Linked DNA regions of Rattus norvegicus: region 2 is linked to region 1. A link is a contact called in public Hi-C data. All regions are on one chromosome and are shown on one strand. The core of a region is the stretch at or near the end of the contact, and the rest is flanking DNA. Distances in the headings are between cores, read along the strand shown.

Region 1 (3,368 bases), core at 502-3,001:
CATTGTGGTTACCACAGAAGTCTCATTTTCTGGTCTCTCTTCTTTTCTCCATATCGCCTCACCAATTCTTTGAGCTTTAGATCAGTGTCAACTGCTGGGCGCTGGGAGAACACCAGCTTTTCCAGGATATGGTGTTGAGTGGATACCGCAAGTTTCTTCTCCCACTATGTGGAAAGCCATGTGAGCACTGTTGTTTCTCTGTCCACTGCCCAACTCCATCAATATTCTGCTATCCTCCAGATACTCAAACCAATCAGTGACTTGCCCAGAGTGGGAGGGTCACCATGAAGTCTGACCAAAGCCAAGTCTTACTGTTGGCTTCAGTTTCATACCCAGTTACTACAGCTACTTGGTGAGAGAGGGGAGAGAGGGGGAGAGGGAGAGGGGGAATATTTTCAAAGCAATACATTTGATCAAAAGCGGAAATTTGGCTTTGCAGTTTCCTGGGAAACACAAGATGGTGCAGTCATCCTTTGGTATCCACAGAAAGTGGTCCCTGGAACCCCAGACACCCAAATCCATTGATGCTGAAATGGTCTGCACATCACCTCTGTGCAAACTTCATGTAGAGTAACTCATCTCTGGATTATTTCTAACACCTAACAACACAATGGAAATGTTATGCCAGTAGCCATGATCCCATGTTCTTTAGGCAAAGATGACAAGGTTAAAAAAAATCTGTATGTTCTGAGTATATATACAGATTATTTTTTATTATTTTCCATCTTCTGCTGGCTGGATATGAAGATGTGGAACCCACGAATACAGGGTGCCAGCCTTATGTGCCAAGCTCATTGTCCTAGTAAATAAAAAAATACAAACATGTCGAATGTGGAAATGTAGGTTAACTGTGGAAAAGCAGAAGTGAGGCAACCAAGAATCAAGTTCTTCTTGGGTAAAATTCTTAGTATTGTTCCACTAGAAAGACAGGGGACATTCCCCTTCAGCAAGAGGTAAAGATATTCCAAGCACAGGGACCAAGGCATAGATAGCTCTCTGTTGCCATCCAGTGGAGCACGGCTGTAAGATAGCAAGATTCTTGGCTGGGCTGATGATCCAGTGCAAAGAATCCCAATTTGCATAAAATCATGCTATCTCCTCCAAAGAATGAGTAAAGCTTCCAGAACTCACCCCCTCCCCATCCAGCCCTCCCACCTCCCTCATTAGCTGCTTTTGTTTGTCTTTGAGATAAAGGGATCTTGGCTGGCCTCTCCTTGTTGACTGAAAAACCCAGTGCTCAAAAAGAACAGCTTTTGTGGTACTTGGGCCAAACCTAGTTCCCTAATTGGTTTAAAAGATGGGGAAGCAGGGTGTGGAGAGAGAATAAACGTGAACCAGAGAAAAAGAGAGAGAGTACACAGTGCTGGCGGGTAAGTGCCAAATGGTAAATACGTCCTTTTTATAGACTCATTTGGCCTCCGTGCTGCAAAGGCTTCCTTAATTGAGGGAGGAAGCAGACTTAAGGGCAGTCTTAAGTGATAGTCAACTCTTCCTGCAGATTGCTAAGATCTGTGACTGATCTGTAAAGAGATAACACGGGTTCTCCTGCGCCCTTGAAGTCTGAGGGTTAGTTAACCAGGAGGAAGCATTTAGCTCCAATTATCCTGGAATTTTCCTTAAGCACACACTGGGCTTTCCTTCAATGGGCTCCTGTCTGGAGTTCTTGCTCTGATCAACCCAAACAAGGCCAGTGGTCAGGTTGGTTACCAGTGGTCAGATGTCAATGACACAGACCACATGGCACTGTAGTGAGTCCGGGACATACTACAGGCAGCTTCAGCCTGTGAACCTCTGGGCCAGATTGTATGGGAGTCCACAACTATCCAGTTCAAGTATCTTTAAAACTGAGGTTTGCCTTCCATGGAAAGTTAAATGGACTATCAAATGTCTCATATGTCAAAACTGAACATATCAGAACAACCATAAGCTAACTGTGGTGTCTGGACTTTTTGCAAACTCTGCCCTCTGCATAGCTCCTCCTGGAACACTGCATGTGTGTGTTCCTTCTGCATGAGCTGATTGCTCACTGTGACTCAGAAGAAAACAAAACACAAAAACCAAGGAAGAGACACCACCCTCCATAAGCAAAGATCTCAATCTCTCCCTCCCTCTTCCCCTCCCTTACCCTCTCCCTCTCCCTCCCCCTACTTCCCCCCTCTCCCTCCTCCCTCTCTGTCTCTCTGTCTCTCTGTCTCTCCTCCTCCTCTTCCTCCTCCTCTTCTCTCTTCCTCTCCCTCTCTCAGCACAAGCCCAAGTCCATTTGCAACACTCAGGAAAGCCATGACAAGAGTGAAGATAACATTATATCTGCAACCACATCCGTATACATTACACATCTTGGGTGCTTTCTCATTTCACTTATCACTTAGTGATAAAGATTATTAACAGATTTTAAGTTTATTAGTTCGTAATTCATCTTTATTTTTCTTTAACCCAAATCTTTCTCTTTTGGGCTCTGCACCAGTGTATTTGAGGAGTATCCAGAGATTGAACGATGAGCTATTTACTTTAAGTCATTACCATTTGCAAATGCTTGTTTGTAAGAATGAGAATGCTCTCAGTTCCTTCTGCTAGGGCAAAACAGAAAACTGGGTGAGGTGGTGCACTCCTCTAATCCTGGTGCTCAGGAGGGGAGAATCAGGAGATGGAGGTCGTCGCCCTTGGTTACATAGCAGGTACAAGGCCAGCCTAGGTTCTGTTCCTGTTTCAAAAACTGAAAGAAGATCCTACACTAATAAATCCAGAATAAGTATCATATATTTACCATATATAATGATAGTGATATCATATATAGATATTGGTATTGTATCACATATATGATATTACATATATCATATATTATAGGTATATAATGTATAATACATCATATCATATATGTGATATACATAATTTTATAACCATATATACTTAACATCATATTTTTAAAAACATAATAGTGGTCTTCTGTTAACTAGAAGACAAATAAGCATTTTTTGGTAGGTTATCATGGACTGAATTATGTCTCTCCAAAGCTTTAGCCCTCAATAACTCGTAACCTAACTACATCGAGCGAGAAAAGAAGGGCCAAAACTGAAAAGAGGCTGAGGGAGTCCTGGTCCCAACTGAGTGGTATCCCTCTAAAAAGTCATGAGGACACAGACATAGAGAGATGGCCACAGGAAGACCAGGGAGGGAAGGTGACCACCTTCAAGCCAAATCCTAAAGCCTCCAAAGAAAACAGTCCTGCTGGCAGCAGCCTGGTGTCAGACTTACAGCCTCCAGAACACAAGGACATAAACACCATCAGTGGAAGCCACTCAGCATGTGGTGTTTTGTTATTACACCCTGAGAAACGGAATACAGAGTCCAGATCAGTTAGATCTGAAATT
Region 2 (3,300 bases), core at 226-2,725, 44 kb after region 1:
AATACTGGCATGAACAACAGAAAATAGGTATGCTGTATTTGGTCAAATGTCAGGTAGAAAATCACACAACTTACCTTCTGAAAAAAATAGTTCCTTCAGTTTCTGCTAGGAAATTTCATCTGCCTAATGTCAATTTTATAGTGAAAAAATTATTCTACTACTTATGCAGGCATTTGGAAGAAAGTTTTGTAAACACCCAAGGCACTTTCAGTGAAGGAAATGACATTTAGTTCTGTTTACCACCAGACACCCAGAATATCAAAAAACTGGAGATGCAAGTGTAGTTTTAGATGATAGTGCCTCTCTCAAAGCAGAAATATCACCAAGCAACAGAAAAAATTTAAAGCATATTTAAGTTGGGTGACTAAGGCCAAAAACTTTAGAAATTAATAAACAAATCTAATAGCTTCCTTGACATCATAGAGAGCAAAACCTTAGGTTTTGGAAATCTGAATTTTCCTTTATTTAAACCTAAAATACCAGCTGCCTGCAGCTCTGCAGAGTATTCTTTTCTCACAGTGCAAACCATTCAGTCAATTTAAACATTCTGGACAAATGAGAACGTAGGAGCCCTAAAGGAAGGTACTTTCAACTAGGCATTGGGAATCTTTATGATAAAGTTCCAGCTAACCCTTACATAACACAAACTATTTTTTTTCAGGACTCATATGTTCATTTTTTTCTTTTCATATATAGCATAATGCTTAACATACTAAAACCTACATACTTTCAGAAAGATCTAAATCCCAATCCCTTACTTCTATAATACATATTTAGGCTAGCAGTCTTTAGGGTCTGACCTTAGTTGAAGACATAAGAAAAACAATGTTCATTCAATGACAGTTATTACTCATCTCCTTCAACAATTAGGTTATTGCTGAATCACTAAAAAAATTAAAGGATTAAAGAAGCCCAAAAGTGACATACTAGACATACTTGAAATTGTTAGGTCATGGCACACTATGTTCGGTTTATGTAAGGTCTTGGAATTTTCCAGTGAATTTAAGAAAAAATTGTGTGTATGTATGTGCATAGCTGTTTATTTGAATTTAATAACAACTTCACTTCATCTAAAACTTGAAACCCAGAGTATGATTTGCTGGGGCCGAGATGTGACAGCAGGAGACTTTAAAAGGTGTTAGAAGATAAGACGTGTCTCTATATTTTTATTATGCTCAATTCTGTACTAGTCTTTCAAATTTATGCCCCACTAAGATGTACTCACTGGTTAAAACATAAGAGAAGGGGAAAAAAAAAAACCACAACAGAAGCCTATAGGAGATGAAGGCAGCCTGCACTCTGAAGAAATGCAAGGGTGTTTGTGAAGTATGAGCATTTTAAACACTTCCTAGGAAGCACAGGAGCCTGCCCCACAGAAGCTGGTCCCAGCTGGAGGGCGGAAGGGAGCTGGGGACCCCTTTATAAGCCCACCCTACACTGTTACTCTGCCTCTTGGAGAAAATAGAGCATCCAAAGTCTTCAAAACGCCTGCATACAGTAGCTGCTGAATAAATGCTAGAATGACTTGGTGCGGGGCAATCTGCCTCTGTTAAGAAACAGTTCTCAAATCTTAAGGTTACTTTTTGAGCATGGAATGACAGCTTTCATATTAAACCAAACTATAATGCTTTATGAAAATAAATGAAACACATTTACCTTTTGTAAAAAAAAAAAAAAAGGCAAACCTACTTTTGAACTTTGATGTAGAAGTCAATGTCTAAATAAAGCTAGTAACCTGGAAACAACGGGTTGAGGACAGAAGGTCATGATGCAAATGAACTGCAGTAAACCTTCACTGGGCTCAAGACCAGGCTTCCAGGGAAGCTGGCCTCCCACCCTTTCTCTGGATGCTTCTAATCCTGACTCATGGTCTCCAAAAGGGAGTGTAATCTGGGTAGAATGAAGGCCCCAGAGAGATTTGGTTAACCCTTTGCTTCATCTGGCTTCTAGTCCATCCCCATTCCCATAAGTAAACAGGGATACACTTCACAGCCAGAAGAGCCTTCAAGATGTTGTGATATTGGTAGAGTAAACACACAGACCAACAGAATAAGGCCCAGACACAGATTCATGATTTCAACAAGGATATCAACAATAGGTATCCAAGATGAACGGAAGTATGTATTTGTAAAAAGAACCATCTGGGGGCTGGGGATTTAGCTCAGTGGTAGAGCGCTTACCTAGGAAGCGCAAGGCCCTGGGTTCGGTCCCCAGCTCCGAAAAAAAAAAAAAAAAGAACCAAAAAAAAAAAAAAAAGAAAAAAAAAAAAAAGAACCATCTGATAACTTTATCCACAGCAAAGATGAGCTTTTCAACAAATGGTGCTTGCTGATTTCCACTTAAGAAGGCTACCCCACAACCTATGGCACACAGAAATGAACTCCAAGTAGACAGAAAACTGAATTAAGGAATATAACCATGAACCTTCTAGAAATCTTTGTCCTTAAGCTGGAGAAATGTTTTTTGTTTTTGGCTTTTTGAGACAGATCAGAAAAGGTTGGAACTCACTAAATATCCTAGGCTACCTTGGAAATCACAACAATCCTCCTGCCTCAGCCTCCCCAGTGCTAGGATTACTGACATGAAATACCATGCCTGGCTATCCTTAGGACACAAAAGACATGAATCATTAAAGAAAAAAGAAAGAAAGCAAAATAAATTTAAACTTCAACAAAATGAAAACCTTTTCTTCAAATGACAATACAAAGAAAACAAACAAACAAAAAAGAAGCCATAAACTGGGGAAAATATTTCTAAGAAAAAACTTAGTAAAGGAATTGTATCAAAGTATGGAAACTTTCAATTCAGCACTAATAACAAAGATCCTGGGTAAGACAACTGACAAGAATACGAGGAGAGCAAACAAAGCCAAGTGCTCATGATTCTCAGCCACTGGGAAATATAAATCGAGATCCAATCTCTAAGCAAGTATCCAAGATGAATGGAAGTATGTATTCATAAAAAGAGCCATCTGAACAGTATATAACTTTATCCACAACAAAGCCCCAAACCTTATAACCTAAATATGCAGAGTGAAGTAATATCGAGCAATAAACAGTGACAACCATTTATAACATGCAGCACAGATAAATCTCAAAAGCATCATGCTGTTTAAAAAATAGGCACAAAAGACTGATCAATCAATCAATAAATCAATCAATCACCTGAGATTCCATTTCTGTGACATTTTAGAAAAGGCAAAAGTACAACTGAATTCTAATCAACTGTAAAAGCTAGGGGTGAAGGTTAGATTGTTAGACATACTATTACTCTGCTGTCCAAATTGTACGCAACCATATA

The links. Hi-C and Micro-C count contacts between places; a contact is called where the count stands out from the background.
Region 2: a Hi-C map of the Rat2 cell line shows a contact between it and region 1, with 2.4 times the contacts expected there. The contact joins two enhancer-like sites. A contact is called at or near these places in 3 of 12 Hi-C or Micro-C datasets (the Rat2 cell line, Schwann cells and liver).

What each region holds. Positions count from the first base shown.
Region 1 is chr15:46,021,485-46,024,852 of GRCr8, forward strand. No RefSeq gene overlaps it. Among named protein-coding and RNA genes, the nearest start is that of Cdca2, 94 kb to the right of the region's middle. Within about 2 kb of position 1,752, at least 3 of the 93 cell types and tissues checked have an H3K27ac peak or open chromatin away from gene starts, as enhancers often do.
Region 2 is chr15:46,065,881-46,069,180 of GRCr8, forward strand. No RefSeq gene overlaps it. Among named protein-coding and RNA genes, the nearest start is that of Cdca2, 49 kb to the right of the region's middle. Within about 2 kb of position 1,476, at least 3 of the 93 cell types and tissues checked have an H3K27ac peak or open chromatin away from gene starts, as enhancers often do.